Linked DNA regions of Mus musculus: regions 2, 3 and 4 are each linked to region 1. The links are chromatin contacts, called in public HiChIP or PLAC-seq maps. All regions are on one chromosome and are shown on one strand. The core of a region is the stretch at or near the end of the contact, and the rest is flanking DNA. Distances in the headings are between cores, read along the strand shown.

Region 1 (3,510 bases), core at 443-2,942:
AAAGCTCCAGGGCAGCCGAAGAGAGGTCCTGAGATCCCGACCCAAAATGAACCAACAAAAACAGAATCCACTTTATAGGACCGGACAACCACTGGAGGCAATAAAAAAACAACACCCAATTTCTAATCTCATTCACAGGGACATCAAAAGCTAGGACAAAAGAAAAAAAAAAAAAAGAATGGAAGCTCAGACCAGCAAGATGGCTCAGTGGGTAAGGGTGCTTGCCATTGGGACACAGATGGTAGGAGGCCTGAGTTGTCTTCTGACCTTCATGTGCGTGCCACAGCACCCGTGTGCCTTTACATAAACGTGCATGCACACACATGCACACGTGAGCACACACGTGAGCACACATACACACCACATACACACACACCATAACACACACACACACACACACACACACACACACACACACACCATAAGCTTCTGCCCCAGCTCTGCTGTTGACTGCCAAGGCCACCTGGAACCAGTCCCCACCCCACTCAGGTTCTCCCCTTATACACTGGGGTCCGCCATCTTTACGGGCCAGAAGGTGATCAGGGATGAAGAAGGGGATTGCTGAGCTGTGAAGAGGCTCTCATCAGGGTGGGAGGAGGGGAATTTTTATTGTCTTGCTGAGCAGCCCTAGGCCCCAGGCCTGAGAGAAGGCTTCCTTAGCCGGGACTCCTTACCTGGAGGCTGCTTTGAGGTCTCAGGCTGAGGCCTCCAAGGTCAAGCTTCTCTAAAGGTGTCTCGTTCTTCAAAGCTGCCGGTGGCTACCATGGCCCGATCCCCTCGATTTTCCATAGAAAATGGCTGGGAGACGAAACACTTAAAGTTCATACTATTGTGTCCTGTGGGGGAGAGGAAGGAAGCCAAGTTTAGAAAGGAAGATTGTCTTTGCAGGACCACCGCCCTGCAAGGAAGGGTCATCTGTCACACAAGTCCTTTCAGACAGCCTTGCTGGGAGGGACCCATGCAAGGCTCAGTTCTCACTCAGAGCAGCCAGGGTCTAGGGGAAGAACTCAGGAGTCTTTACTCCCACACGTTGGCTCACTTCCAAATTTGTTTCTCAGACAGTTATGTAGACAGGCAGCTGTGCTGTGCCTGGGGGATACAGTCACAAAACTGTTGAGTGGAGCATTATATCTATTTGTGTTGAATCAGGATAAGGCAGGTCCAGTCTCCCTGTGTCCCTACTTCCACCTCCGGCAGGCAGCCACATAAGATAGTGTAACAAAGGCCAAACAAACTCCAAGGCTCCTCCAGGCACAAACAACCCTTGATACAAGAACAGGCTTTAGGGCACATGGCCCAGAGCCTCCTGGTGACAGTCATTCTGATCTTCGCTGACGTGAAAGCCCCTTCCCCCACCCCGCCCGGGTCAGGCTGGGAACATCGAGGCTGAGGGGAAGAAGTAAAGAGATGAAGGTTTTAACCTTCGACCAACTGGACGTCAGAGGCAAATAACAAAGGGCGTATTTAGGAGGAAAGAAACCTAGAGAGGGCAAATTAGGACTCCAGGGAAGGGAAAAGAAAGAGAAAAGACAGATGGAGTGGGAGAGAGCAGGTGCGGCCAGCGAAGGGATGGGGCACGCTCACCGGACCGCAGGAGAACACAGGAGTGCAGAAGGCTGTGTCCGACGGCGGGAGAGTGGTGGCTGCCCAGGAAGCTGGCGACCCGACGACACCGAGGGCGGAACTGACAGTAGCTGCGAACCCGCGCCTACAGAACTTAAGTCTAGAGGGCGTGGTCGGGGCGTGGCGTGACGAGGCGGAGCCAGGGCGGCCCACGCCCCCGGGTGAGGAGGCGTTTCCATCTGTGGTTGCCTGAAACCCCTAGGTCCCCCCAGAGGCTCCAGTCTCAGATCTTCCCCTTCTATTCCCGGGGCAGACAATCTCTTTGTGAGGACAGGCAGACTGACTGGCCAGCTGCTCTGGATCGCGACCCCTTACCCCTTCAAGTCTCCCCTCCCCCTCCCTGCAAGGCACCTGGGGACCGGGCGGAGCGCGGGCTTCGGGGACCGGAACAAACCCGGGTGTGGTGACGGGGCAAGGCTGGCGTTCCCGCCTTCTGCCGCTCCCAGTCAGGTCCCGGGGGACACTGGCACCTAACGGCTGGAGTGGGGCGAGAACACCTGGCCTCCCCTCCCCTCTGCACCGAGTGCAGCCAGGCTGGCGCCCCGCAAGGAAGAGGGCAGGGCAGAGCCTCGCCTGTTGCACTCCAGCCCAGCGAGGACAAACTCAGCAGGTGGACGGGACCTCAGCGAGATAATGGCCACGTAGGAGTGGGGGACGTGAAAGCAATACTTGGGCCCTGTGTCGGGGACTAACGTGCATTGTGGGGGTAGGAAGCAGGTCTCAATTTGCCTCAATTTGTGTTCAAGCTTTGGTACTCTCCGTCGGTTTCTTCTTTTGTTTTTATCCTCCTTAGCCCCGGAGTTTTAAGAGATTAGATCAGGGCGTGGAACCCTTTTTGCTTGCCTAGGAATTAGGCGCCCAAGAGCAGGAAGCCGGGGACCAGGGGTCCGAATATACTATAATAGAAGCTCAAGTAGGTTTGGGCTGCTGTGGAAAGTGCAGTGGGAGGAGGGGGCTGGGTGAACGTTTGTGGAAAGCAATTACTATGCATCAGGTAGGCGGCGCAGGCACCTAACGATAATCTTTCCAGGTCATCATTAACCATTATTTTCCAGAACAAGAAAGTGTGAGAGGCCCCAGACCTTAATAGGACCCCAGACCTTAGCACATCTGACTCCATGATGGAAGTACCATTCAACTGTAAAACTCAGCACACAGACAGAACCATCAATGTCCATCGTTCTGGAAAAATCTCTAAATGTACTGATCTTACCTTTTGGCTTCTGTGGTTCCACTACTGGCTAACTTGTTTTGTTAGCTGAAGTATGTCACCCTAAAACATGGGTTTTGTGCTTAAAAACGTACCCAGGAAAGGATCCTGAACACCCAGTGTGGCTTTATTAGCCAGCTGGCTTACTTTAAACAAGACTAGATAAAATAAACCTTCACTATCAAGTGGCAAAACCCCATAGCTGGTGGGTGGATAGTGATCCCAACATAGCTGGTGGTGATCTTACAAAGCTGACAGTACTCTACTCTGCCCATTGCTCACTCGCAATGCACCCAATAAACCACTCTTTTAAAAAATTGGTGAAGGGGCTGGTGAGATGGCTCCGTGGGTAAGAGCACTGATTGCTCTTTCGAAGGTCCTGAGTTCAAATCCCAGCAACCACATGGTGGCTCACAACCATCCAGAATGAGAGCTGACACCCTCTTCTGGTGTTTCTACAGTGTACTTATATATAGTTATAAATAAATTTTTGGACTCGGAGCGAGTGGAGCCGGAGTAAGCAGAGGTCCTGAGTTCAGTTCCCAGCAACCATGTGATAGCTCACAACCATCTGTACAGCTACACTGTACTCATATACATAAAATAAATAAATCTTTTTTAAAAATTGGTCAAATAAGAATTAAAAGATGTGGGGCTAGAGACAGCTCAATGGTTAA
Region 2 (3,510 bases), core at 713-3,212, 400 kb before region 1:
AAGTTATATGCACTTAAAAAAAAAAAGTTCTGGGGACTAGACCCATAACCTCACACAGGCTAGACAAACCCCCTGCCACTAAGCTCCATCCCTACCTGGGTCATGAGTTTGAGGCTAACCTGAGCTGCGTAGGAAGACTCAGGCTCAAACAGACAGCATCACAGGAAGAAAGAAAGCCCACCCGCCGTTTGCTCGGTGTGCAGACGGCCTCAAGTTCAATCTTCAGTACCGGTAGCAAAACTTAAAGGTGCTAGGGACAAACTAAGTTGGTGCATTACCTGTGTGGCATACACAAGACCCTGGATCCAAGCGGGGGCATGCTACAAACCAGGCACGGTAGTGCATGCCTGTAGTCCCAGAACTGGGAAGGTGCTTACAGAGGAGTCAGTTCAGGGTCCTCCTCCACTACATGGCCCTTAGGCTACATGAGACCTTGGGTGGGGGGGGTCCCTGGTATGGGTGCCAGGGTCCAACACCCTCTTCCGGTCTCCATAGACACCAAGCAGGTATACATGCAGGCAACACACTCATACATGTAGATTAAAAATATGCAAGTATTTTTTTTTAAGTTCCTTAGAATGGGGTGTGGAGTCTGGGCTAATGAAGCAGGGCTGGATAGAGGGATGCAGGGACCTCCACACTGAAAAGATGCTCAGAAATGTACCCATGCTGACTGGCCAAGGGGAAAAGCAAAGCTATTGAGACCAACCGTCTGTTACGTGTGTTCAGTGCCTTGGCTTACCAAGAACCCTTACCTCAGGGAGCCAGCAGTCTCCTGGGTGAAGGTGGGCATCAATCCATTATTACAGACTATCTGTGGTTAAGATAAGAAAACTGAAGATCTTGGAGAACACAGAACAGGCACATAACACCTACCTCGAAGACCGGAGGGCTTCCTAGAAGAGGTGACATTGTGTAGAGCAGTTGAGTGAAGACATTGGTTGCTAAGGAGAGGGAACGGGCTTAGGTCAAGGCCCCCAGGCAAGGGAGAGGTGACTTTTCTAGACACAGAGAGTTGGCTAGGGTGAAACAAAGAAGTGTGTAGGAGTGGGAACAAGGGTGAGCCTAGCTTGTGTGATCGAGGTTCATTAACTGCTCAGGAAATCCAGAGAGAACGGGTTGGAGAGAGGGAGTCAGATGCAAGCTTGGTGAGTGTGGGAACCCACAATGTTGAAGGAGGTGGAGCTAGTGAGGAGTAAGACACAGTATGGACCCCCTTCCTGGTGCCCAGTGGGATTTGGTGTCAAAGTTGTTTCTCACCACACCCCAGTCCTACTTAAATGGACCCTGGAGTAGATTCTAGCCTCGTCCTGGCATTTGTGGAAGGAGCCAGAAGATGGAGGATCACATTTAAACAAAAGCCAGGAAGTTGGTGGAGGGCAGATTTGGGGGTGGGGGTGGGGCTTTCCCAGTGAGGGTCTTGGGGAGAGGCACTGGAAGGGAACAGGACTGGAGCCAGGTAGAGAACACCTGGGGGAGATGGTGGTAGGGATAGGGGTGACTTAATGTGGGTGATTTGTGTGACAGCCTCTCTCTATCACACTCAAATCCCTCTCTCACTGGCTGGGGCCAGTGAGGTTTTCAGCCATCCCGTATTTGATACCTACATGGAACGGTGCCTGCGTCTGCCACACTGCAGTTGTTGATCAAGAAAGTCGCATTATTGTGAAAGATGGTGGGTCAGGCTCCTGGGTGTCAGGAATTGGGGATCTGTATGTGAGAGTGCACTTGACCCTACCCTACCCCCCCCCCCCCGGGCCTGTTCTATGCCAGCTCTATTCATCCATGGCTCCTGGGTGTAGATCTGTGTGTGCGCACTAGATACACTGTGGACGCGTCTTTATCCGCGAGTGTGTGTGACTTGTGTCCTGAGGCGGGGGTGCGAGGTCCCGAGGCACTGAGCCTGTTGCGGGAGAAGGGGCGGCGCGCAGAGGGCGGGACTCTCCCCCTGCGACGCCGCGCGCACTCCCTGCGCGGAGGAGGCCGCAGCGCCACCGCGGGCTGCGCCCTCACTGACGCTGCTACTCAAGCCGCCACCACCACCGCGGCGGGGCTAAGGCCCCCGAGGAGCGCGGGTGGGAGGGGGCCCTCCGACTCTGCGCAGTACCCGCCCCGGCGGCAGCCCGGCCGCATGCTTCAGATGGTGAAGACCCTGGCCCAGTTCACCATCGCGCTGGAAGACATGCGCGATCTGGGCTCGGCCGCCGCCTCCGGGGAGTCCGCCGGGGGCGGGGACGGGGGCTCTGACACCGCGGAGGAGCCGGGGGAGGCCCAGGTACTGGGAGGGGGAGGGGCAGCCGGGAACTTGGGTCTTGGCCTAGGATGCTGCAGACCCAGGAGATGGGGTAGCGTAGGCCGATGCTGGAGAACAGGGCCTGGAACTTAGCTCAGAAACCAGGACCTGCCTGCCTGTCAGTGCCCGGGTTGAGGAGAGCTGACCTCAGATGTAGGCAGAGAGATTGATGAGCCTCCTCCCCATGGCCAACCGGCACAGCCAACTCTGGCTGCACTAGTTGGGTTGGCAGGGTCAAGGCCCAAGACAGTACTCTCTTGTCAAATGGGTCAGGTGAAAGCAGATTTGTTCCTGGGACACCTTGGGTCCCCAGGAAAGCCAGATTTACAACCTCCCTCAGGGTTGAAGGGCCCCAACTGCACCACCACTTTGCCACTGGGACCCTGGGGCCTGTCCCCATCTCTGCCTCCAGTGGCCTTTCTGGAAACTGGAGGAGGCTGGGACCAGGGATGCTGCCTTGTTTTTGTGTTTGTCTGGGCCCTGACTCTGTTCCGTGCTATGGGCACAATGGGGACTAGGCCTAATCCGGGTACTGTACTGTGTTTTGCATACGTGTCTCCAATGCTCCAGGAGTCTGGGCAAAAGGGCCTACCTCGCAGCTGGATAACTAGGCTTCATTTTTGTCTTGATGTGGGGCATCTGGCCTTCATAGCCTCTCTATGAATCTTTCTTCACGCTGTCTTTGGGTTTAATGACAGGAGAGTCCCCCTTACCAAGTTCCTGCCGTGTCCACCTTCCCACGGGCCCCCTTGGTCCCCATGCCAGGGTCCTGTCTGTGGCTACTGAAGGGTTAGGGGATCCCGAGGGAAGCAGGCTGAAGGGCTGGCCAGCCTGGAACAGGTGGGCCTGCCGATCTGGTTGACAGCTGCTTTGTCCCTCCATCTCCTGCTTCCCCTGTCCCCCGCCCCCCTGCACTGCTCCCGTGTCCGGACACGTGCAGAGGGTGCTCCACGCAGTGACAAGGAGCTGGCCTTGTTTTCTGTGCGTTACCTGACAGCTGAATGACAGCCCACTGTGCTTTGCAGTGGGGAGGAGGCCGGGAGAGGCGGCTGCATTGCAGCGTCAGCTCCCTCTACCCCCAGTCTCCCGGCCAACCGGCTCAGTGCCAGCCCTCCCCCTCAGGAAACTTCTCTGACCATGACCCAGGTTGGGGGTGGCTGGCCAGTGAGTGTGGGCAGGGGACAGTAGCAGTGTGGCCCAAAGCCTGGTCTGGCTCT
Region 3 (3,510 bases), core at 329-2,828, 350 kb before region 1:
CAAAGGCCAAGTCCTGGAGGTGGGACCGTCCGCCCCACTGAGGAGGCAGCCTGCGGCACAGCACGTGAGCAGGAGATCAAGAGCCCACCCTATCCCTGCAGTCCCGGTTACTTCCATGCAGGGTGCTGTAACCCTGTGCCTGCCCTGAACACATCATAGGAGCCCTCTGTCCCTTAGAGGTCTGGTTTGGTGGAGGAGTGGTATCTGTACCTGGCCCCAAGCTTGTGCCTTGGGAACTAGCCACTCTTGCCCATGTCCTGGACCCTGGATGTGACTCCCTCTCTTCTGGCAGGCCCTATAGAGGGAAGGGGTAGCAAAGAGCCCTGTACTGGTGGCAGAGTACCTGGGTTCCAATCCTGGGCTTATCCCTAGGTACGTAGGGGAGGAGAACTCAGTTCCCAGGACCTCTCCAGCTCTTTGCAGATTCTGGGCTGAGTCCTGTTGGGGGGAGCTTGACTTTGCTACCCTCCCATTAGTAGCTTTATCTGGCCTGTTTTTGCTGCTTCCTGGGCCTTGGCCTTCATGGCTCCCATGGGACTGTCTATTATGGTGATGCCTTCAGAAGGGGTTTAATGCATGTGCCTGCCCCTACCCTGCTATTTTTAATGAAACTGAAAAATGACTTGACTTGGACAGGGCTCTCTGGTGCAGAGCCTCAGTCCACCCTGCTGCCCTCAAGCTCTGGAGCTGTGGGAAGAGGAGACAGGCAGGCTAGGGAGTGCCTGTGGCCTGTGGTTTTCAATGCCCCTGTGGTACAGTATCTGCCTGAGTTTTGGGTAGCAGGGGTGACTGCCAATCCAGCCTGTCTTAGTCTCTGCTCTGGCTCAGTGCCTCGTTATTTATGTGGGGCCGTGCAGGCGCGGGGCCCACTGCCCATCCCATTTCTTATTTATTGAAACCTGCTGTTGCCCTGCCCCTACATCTCCAGCCCCACACACTTGAGTAATAAAAGGTGGAAAATGTCGTCATGAGGTGCTTCCTTTCCCCGTATCCTCTCTGAAAACTGCTCACCTCCAGGGCCCTGCCAGGTGTGCACACATCGTCCTCCCCCTCATCAGCACCTTCCTCTGAAACCAGGGAAATAGGCAGAGGTGGCTCCTCGTCTCATCCTCACCGAGGTCCCCAGAGGCCAGGTTCCCCAATAGAAATACAGGCTGAGCCATATGTGTGATTGAATGTGTTCCCATAGTCATTCCAAAAAGTTGTCTAAAAAAGGGTAAACTTAGTATTTTTAACCAAGTATATCCAGAATATTTTCATTGCAATATAAAATCATTATGAAAATTATGAACGAGCTTTTTTTCTGTTTAGAATCTTATGTATTTTACATGTGTTGACATGAACTAATTATTTCAAGGGCACAAGAAGCATGTGGTGAGTGGGAGTGGCCACAGCTGGAGAGGAAGCAGCAGTTACACAGAAGCTCACAGTGTGGGAGGGGTGTGATCCATGAGATGGGGACAACATGTGCAAAGGACAGACCAGGAAGTGGCTGGAGGGGCCTCACAGTGGTTAGGAAGAGGCAAAGCCTCGGCCTGTTTGGTCACAATGCAAAGCAGAAACACCCAGAACAGGAAGTTGTTATAGCTGTCTGGGTAACAAGTAACAGGGAAACAGAAGGACCCAAGAGATTCCTAGGGCAGACCTGCTGGAACTCCTTCTGGGATGTGAGATAGGGAACACCTAATGGTGTCCAAGGTGTTTTGATATGAAGCCCTGGAGCTCTTAGGAGACAGATCTGAGTGACAAGAATATCTTACACTCAGATGGGCATTTACAACTAGGCAGAGAGGGTCCATGTTTTAGGGCAGATCCCAGGGCCTGCAGTAAGAAGCCATCAGGGTCCTGGTGGCCAAGAATGGATGTAGAATTTGGGGAAAGTTGGCTGAGAGGCTAGGAAGGCTGTCATGCCCCAGGGAATGGACAGGGTCTTTGTGAGTTTCCTAAGGGATGTGGTGAGAGCTGGACCAATACCAGGTAAATCAGGAGACACCATCCCATACCAAAGTTGCCATGGCCAGTGGGACCTTAAGTTAGGGTTTTGTCAGTGTGTGGTACACTATTTAACATGGGAAGGAGTGACACATGCAAACACTACTGGAGCTAGTAGTGGAAGCCTAGCCTGTAAGAGGAGACCAGGTGGCTTCACTGAGGACAGAAATCTGGGCAGAAACCAAGGTAGGTGGCTGGCCTAGCAGTGGCAGGAAAGGAGGGAAGAAAAAAAGCCACTGTTAACAAATGGGCAGACATTTTAAAAGCCCACATATCCCTGCTTCTTCCCACATCCTTTGGGTATAGGATACTCTGGGACTTTTGTGAACTGGGAGTAGACAGGGTCTCCTGTGTGTCCAAGGAAATGATCCCTATGGCTGCAGGATGCAGCACATTTGGCATCCATTTACTTCATGTATCTCAGGGTTTGGCTATTCTAATTTGCCTATCCCTTCAGCCAGCCAACTCATGGACCCCACTTAGTACTTAGGATTTGGATAACAGCCAATTGGGTGGCACGTGAAGATAAGAGTGTGTCCTGGAGAGTGAGGCAGGAGGTGGCATCCCAGCCATTCTCTGGGAAAGCTAGATTAGAGACACATTCAGATATCCGCAGGGTGGAGACACCATGTTCAGGCTTCCAGGCTGGTTAGGAGATCTCTCTCACTATAAGCACTTCTCTACCCTGCTCCTGCTTGCTGAGAGAATGGCTTGTTTCATTTGCTTCTTGTGTCATTAACCTCCCAACATCAAAGATATGATGCAGGTGTGTGATATTTTTGGTCTCCACAGCCTCACCTTCCCTTGGAAACGTTCCTACAAATCCCTGCAGCTCTTTTCAGTGGGTGGAGGTGGGAGTTGGAGGGAAGAACAAGTAGGGTCCAATCTCTAGCTCTCTGCCCACTTCTAGAAAATAGCCCTGCCATTGTGACATAGAAATGAGCCTAAGATGTTCTATCCTGTCTCAGATAAGGTATCCTCTCCTCCCTTAATCAGGCCCACAATGGATCATGGTCAGAACGAAAGGCTGGGAGGATGTCAGGAGGGGAAGTGAGGCTTGGTGTAACACTTTCCACTGTAGCACAGCCTAAAGGAGCACTGGTCCAGCAGGTGGCCTCTGGCAATACACGCCCCATGGAGGGTTAGGGATGGGACTCAGGGCCTTATCAAGCTATGCAAACCTGCTGCCTCTGTGCTGGAGCCCCATCCTTGGAAAGTCTTAAAACATTATTGAACTAATGCAACTGAGTTGACTAACCACAGGGACACATACCTAACTTCAACTTCTGGAGTGATCACTTTTGGGCACTTTTATTACAGTTGAGGATGCTGAGCTTTTGGCCTATTAACTGTGGAACGAGAACTGTGAGGGCCGCACCCTGGAAAAGAAAAGTGATTGGATGCCTAAGAAGTGTGTGGTAGTTTGAATGAGAATTATCCCCATAAGGCTCATTTATTTGAATGCTTAGTCCCCATTTGGTGCAACTGTTTGAGAAGGATCAGGAGGTATGCCTTGTT
Region 4 (3,510 bases), core at 463-2,962, 330 kb after region 1:
CCATCTCTGTTGACCTCAAGCAAAAATAGGTAAATTATCAAACTTGAGACATTCAACCCAGAAAGGCAAAACTATTTTATTTTATTTTTTTGAAGAGGCTTTCTCCTTTACTGAAGAAAGACCCAGGTCTCCTGAGAAGAGTAACTTTATCACTTCCCTGGGCCTCACAGAGATTTGGTTCCCACAGAACTCAAAAAACCTAAGAGTCAAAACTGCTGTTAGATACAACTGATACAATTGCTGTTAGCACTGAAAAAGTAGCAAGTAATTAGGAAATGGCAGTTGATAATAACACTGGAGTGTCTCCATTAACAGGTGTTAATGGTCATGGGGATGCTTTAGGTAGCCTGTGACTTTTCATAGTATTTTCATAATGTCGTCTGAGGTAGGTGAGGAGATACAGGGAGCAATTGCTCAGGGCCTGTCATGGTCAGTGAATCAGAGTAGTTCTGGGGACTCAGTCAGACTAGCAATTGCTCAGGGCCTGTCATGGTCAGTGAATCAGAGTAGTTCTGGGGACTCAGTCAGACTAGAAGCTTTCTATTGTAGAACCATCATCCCAAGGATAAGGTGAATGAATGTCCTTCAGCTGGGGCTGTCCTCAGAGATTAACGTGCACTTGAAAGTCTCCTTGAATGCCACAAGGAATGATGGCATTACTTCATCCACAGTGACAAGTCTTTGAAGCGCCTCACTCAGGGAAGTGACTCCAGTTCCAACCAGTCCACAAGGCACAATGTGCTCAAACCATGTGAGGTCGGTTGAACAGTTCAGAGCCAAGCCGTGGGACGTGATGTGTCTTCCACAGCGGACTCCTGCAAGACAAGCCAAAATATCTTAGCATAGTTATACTTCCCTTCTTTGGGAGCCTCAGGATCCCTCTGGGGCTGAAAGGTAAGGAGGCCTGGGCACAATCCCTTGAAACTTGGATGGAACACTGACTGGATCTGGGGGCTAAGTCAATGGCGGTGGGGGCTGTGGTTACACATCAGCTGCCCTTATTTTCGAGATTCGTTTAACACAAGAATTGCGTTTGCATTGGAAGTTTTAAATTTTGGCATCCTGTCTCCCGTTATGAGTCACAGGAAGAAACCTGGCAATTCATACTGAACTAGAGGACTCTTTTGTCTCAGCTCCATGAGGGAGGTCAGTGGCTCATGCCCAGAGTTCATGTCCAGCCCAGCGCTCCCCGATGTTAGCCCTGCCCAGGCTCCGCCCCGGTCCCGCCCCGGCGCGCTCACCGATCGCGCAGATCTTGCGCTCCCCCAGCCAGACGCCAGTGTAGGGCGGCGGCCGCGCGCGGGCGCCCTGCAGGCCCCGAAGTTCGCACAGTCGCACGGCGCACGCCTCCAGCGCCGCCACGTGGGTGCGCAGGCGCAGGCCTAGGAGCCGCAAGTCAAGCACCGGGTGGCAGAGCAACTGGCCCGGGCCGTGGAAAGTGGCCAGGCCGCCGCGGCCGGTGGCGCGCACCTCGGCGCCCAAGGCCCTCAGCCGCGTAGTCTCCTCGGGTGTCAGGCCACCGCGTAGCCCGCCCGTGTATACGGGCCCCGCTGGCTCGCAGACCAAGAGCACACCCGCTTTGGTCCCCGACAGGGTCCCAGGGCGAGGGTCTGCCTGTAGCCGCCGTAGCCAATGCTCCTGCAACGCCAGCAGCTCCGAGTAGTGCACCCGACCAAGCCAAACGAGCCGGACCACAGGCAGCGACATCGCGCGGGAGGCGGCGTGCGTGGGCCACGCCTTCTGGCGGGTCTCGGGGCGGGGACTCTGGGCCACGCCCCTGAGCTTCAGCCCGAGTGGAGCTTCAGTTCCCGCCTACCTGTGTGACCCGAAGTCCAGGCAGGATTGGTCTTAACCACCCATTCATTCCAATAATCATTTTTTAGTATGTTCTGTGTTCTGCAGGAACTTGGACCGTGCAGTGTAGAGTATTTGAGAAACGAAGATCCAACCCTGGAAGCTTAGGTGTTCACAGCTGACAAGCTAATATTAAAGTTTTTTTTTTTGACAATATTCAGAAATTGTCTTTCTGTTTCACCATGTAAATTCTTTTTTTTAATTTAATTAATTTATTTATTACGTATTTTCCTCAATGATGGAAAGAAAAACAGAATTCAGTAATATGTTGAGTTCCTCGAAAACTGAAAGGGAGACTAGTGTGCAAAGAGGTTTATTGTGGATCGGTGTGGGACGTAGCAGGTACTTCAAGATATATAAGACTTGAAAGAAACAGGATTAGGCAGAAGCTGTAGTTGAGCAGAGAAATAGTTGCATTAGATTCTTTCCTTAGCTATCCCCCAGGAATGCTCCGAGTCTGGCCTGACCCATTAGAATTATTCTAGATTAAAGCAAATGGGACATCCTACATAGATGGGTCACAAAAACAAGCTACTCCTGGGAAGGCACCGTTACCTTTGTAGGAGTTGCTTCCATTATGAAGCCCTGATCTCTGAAGGGAGCTCCAGCTTGAGTCATCATACAACCCAGTCCCAGAAGCCGAGGGAAGGACAGGGGACGGGAAGCCAGAATATCAAGATTAATTGTGATTAATTGGCCCAGAAACCCTTCCTGACCTGAGCTTTATACAACAGAGAATGTGCCAGAAAAGTCCCCAGAACTACAATTTGGAGAGGTAGATGTCTTATCAAAGTCTTATAAAGGGTCCTGAGCCCTCAGTCCCCAAGGCTTTTACTTAGCCCACTAGCTCACGCCCATTCTTGGGAGTGTTTTTCTTTTTTTAATAACCAGCCCCTGTTTCTAACCACACTGTGTGTCTCTGGTGTGGTATTCTAACCTGGGACATAATCTCAGATCTGCACTGACCACTAATTTTTTCCCCTTTTCTTTATTTCCTTTTCAGATATCGGCCTAAAGCCTGAGCCTACATCGTTGCACTGTGGACTTTCTCACTCTCTGAACCCCTCCACCTCTGCCATGCAGGTTCTCCCCTCCCTCCTCCATCACAGAAGATCCTCCTGCCTCTGCCTCCTACGTGCTGGGATGGACTTTGACTGTTAATAGCTCCAGTAACACTGAGTGTGGGTGGGCCAGGAAGCAGAAAGAGGAAGAACAGAATACCAACCAGAGTGAGGCTCAATGCCAAGAATTAATAAGGCGGACAGACTGGCATGGGCAAACATATATAATAGCAGGTTTCAGAGCGGATGACAAAAGTTATTGTGAGTCATCAACATGGGGATGTGGTTTAAAAAATAAACATTGAGATAGCTCCAGGCTCTGGGAGAAGAAGAGACATTGGGAAACCCTGTTCCAGAGCACCTAAATCTTATTAATAATTCCGTGTAGGGTGGGGAAAGTAACTGCAGCGATTTGGTTCCTGCACAAGATGAACTCAGTGTTCCTGCTGAATACTTGTCCTGGTGTGAAGCAGAATAAGGAGGAAAGCCAGGGATCTGGGTACATCTTCTGTTCCGTCACTGTGTGTTTGCACTCCTATGGGGTAGGTGATACACAGTTTGATTCTTGGGTCCTCATCTCCTCTAACTAGTGTCT

What was found. HiChIP or PLAC-seq counts read pairs in DNA pulled down with a chosen protein or histone mark.
Region 2: a contact with region 1 is called in an H3K4me3 HiChIP or PLAC-seq map of pro-B cells, with 3 times the contacts expected there. The contact joins the enhancer-like site here to the promoter of Ucp2 in region 1. A contact is called at or near these places in 3 of 39 promoter capture datasets (the C10 cell line and liver), 1 of 15 datasets of contacts at CTCF or cohesin (large pre-B cells), 8 of 115 datasets of contacts at active chromatin or transcription factors (acute myeloid leukemia, embryonic basal ganglia, embryonic forebrain and 5 more) and 2 of 9 other capture datasets (adipose tissue and pancreatic islet).
Region 3: an H3K4me3 HiChIP or PLAC-seq map of bone marrow-derived macrophages shows a contact between it and region 1, with 3 times the contacts expected there. The contact joins the enhancer-like site here to the promoter of Ucp2 in region 1. A contact is called at or near these places in 2 of 39 promoter capture datasets (the HPC-7 cell line, HPC-7-derived erythroid cells and embryonic stem cells), 3 of 484 Hi-C or Micro-C datasets (CD8 T cells and natural killer cells), 13 of 115 datasets of contacts at active chromatin or transcription factors (the 230-238 cell line, acute myeloid leukemia, bone marrow-derived dendritic cells and 10 more) and 2 of 9 other capture datasets (adipose tissue and pancreatic islet).
Region 4: a contact with region 1 is called in an H3K4me3 HiChIP or PLAC-seq map of the SCID.adh cell line, with 15 read pairs. The contact joins the promoter of Lipt2 here to the promoter of Ucp2 in region 1. A contact is called at or near these places in 1 of 484 Hi-C or Micro-C datasets (embryonic stem cells), 5 of 115 datasets of contacts at active chromatin or transcription factors (the SCID.adh cell line, embryonic stem cells, extraembryonic endoderm stem cells and 2 more) and 1 of 9 other capture datasets (pancreatic islet).

The regions. Positions count from the first base shown.
Region 1 is chr7:100,491,540-100,495,049 of GRCm38.p6, reverse strand. Ucp2 (uncoupling protein 2 (mitochondrial, proton carrier)) reads right to left here and starts at 1,692. Exons shown (of 8, transcript NM_011671.5): 1 at 1,585-1,692; 2 at 675-836.
Region 2 is chr7:100,893,208-100,896,717 of GRCm38.p6, reverse strand. All of the region lies in intron 1 of Arhgef17 (Rho guanine nucleotide exchange factor (GEF) 17), which reads left to right. Among named protein-coding and RNA genes, the nearest start is that of Mir3102, 13 kb to the right of the region's middle. Within about 2 kb of position 1,962, at least 124 of the 459 cell types and tissues checked have an H3K27ac peak or open chromatin away from gene starts, as enhancers often do. A contact at or near this core is called in embryonic basal ganglia, forebrain, pancreatic islet and 1 more, where this site is marked.
Region 3 is chr7:100,843,624-100,847,133 of GRCm38.p6, reverse strand. Relt (RELT tumor necrosis factor receptor) reads left to right here. Exons shown (of 11, transcript NM_177073.6): 11 at 1-1,286. Among named protein-coding and RNA genes, the nearest start is that of Relt, 18 kb to the left of the region's middle. Within about 2 kb of position 1,578, at least 128 of the 459 cell types and tissues checked have an H3K27ac peak or open chromatin away from gene starts, as enhancers often do. A contact at or near this core is called in the 230-238 cell line, CD8 T cells, the HPC-7 cell line and 7 more, where this site is marked.
Region 4 is chr7:100,157,479-100,160,988 of GRCm38.p6, reverse strand. It overlaps Lipt2 (lipoyl(octanoyl) transferase 2 (putative)), which reads right to left and starts at 1,712. Exons shown (of 2, transcript NM_026010.2): 1 at 1,242-1,712; 2 at 58-815. The coding sequence starts at 1,707. The coding sequence ends at 586. Gm51452 (a long non-coding RNA gene) reads left to right here and starts at 813. Exons shown (of 2, transcript XR_003946658.1): 1 at 813-894; 2 at 2,858-3,510.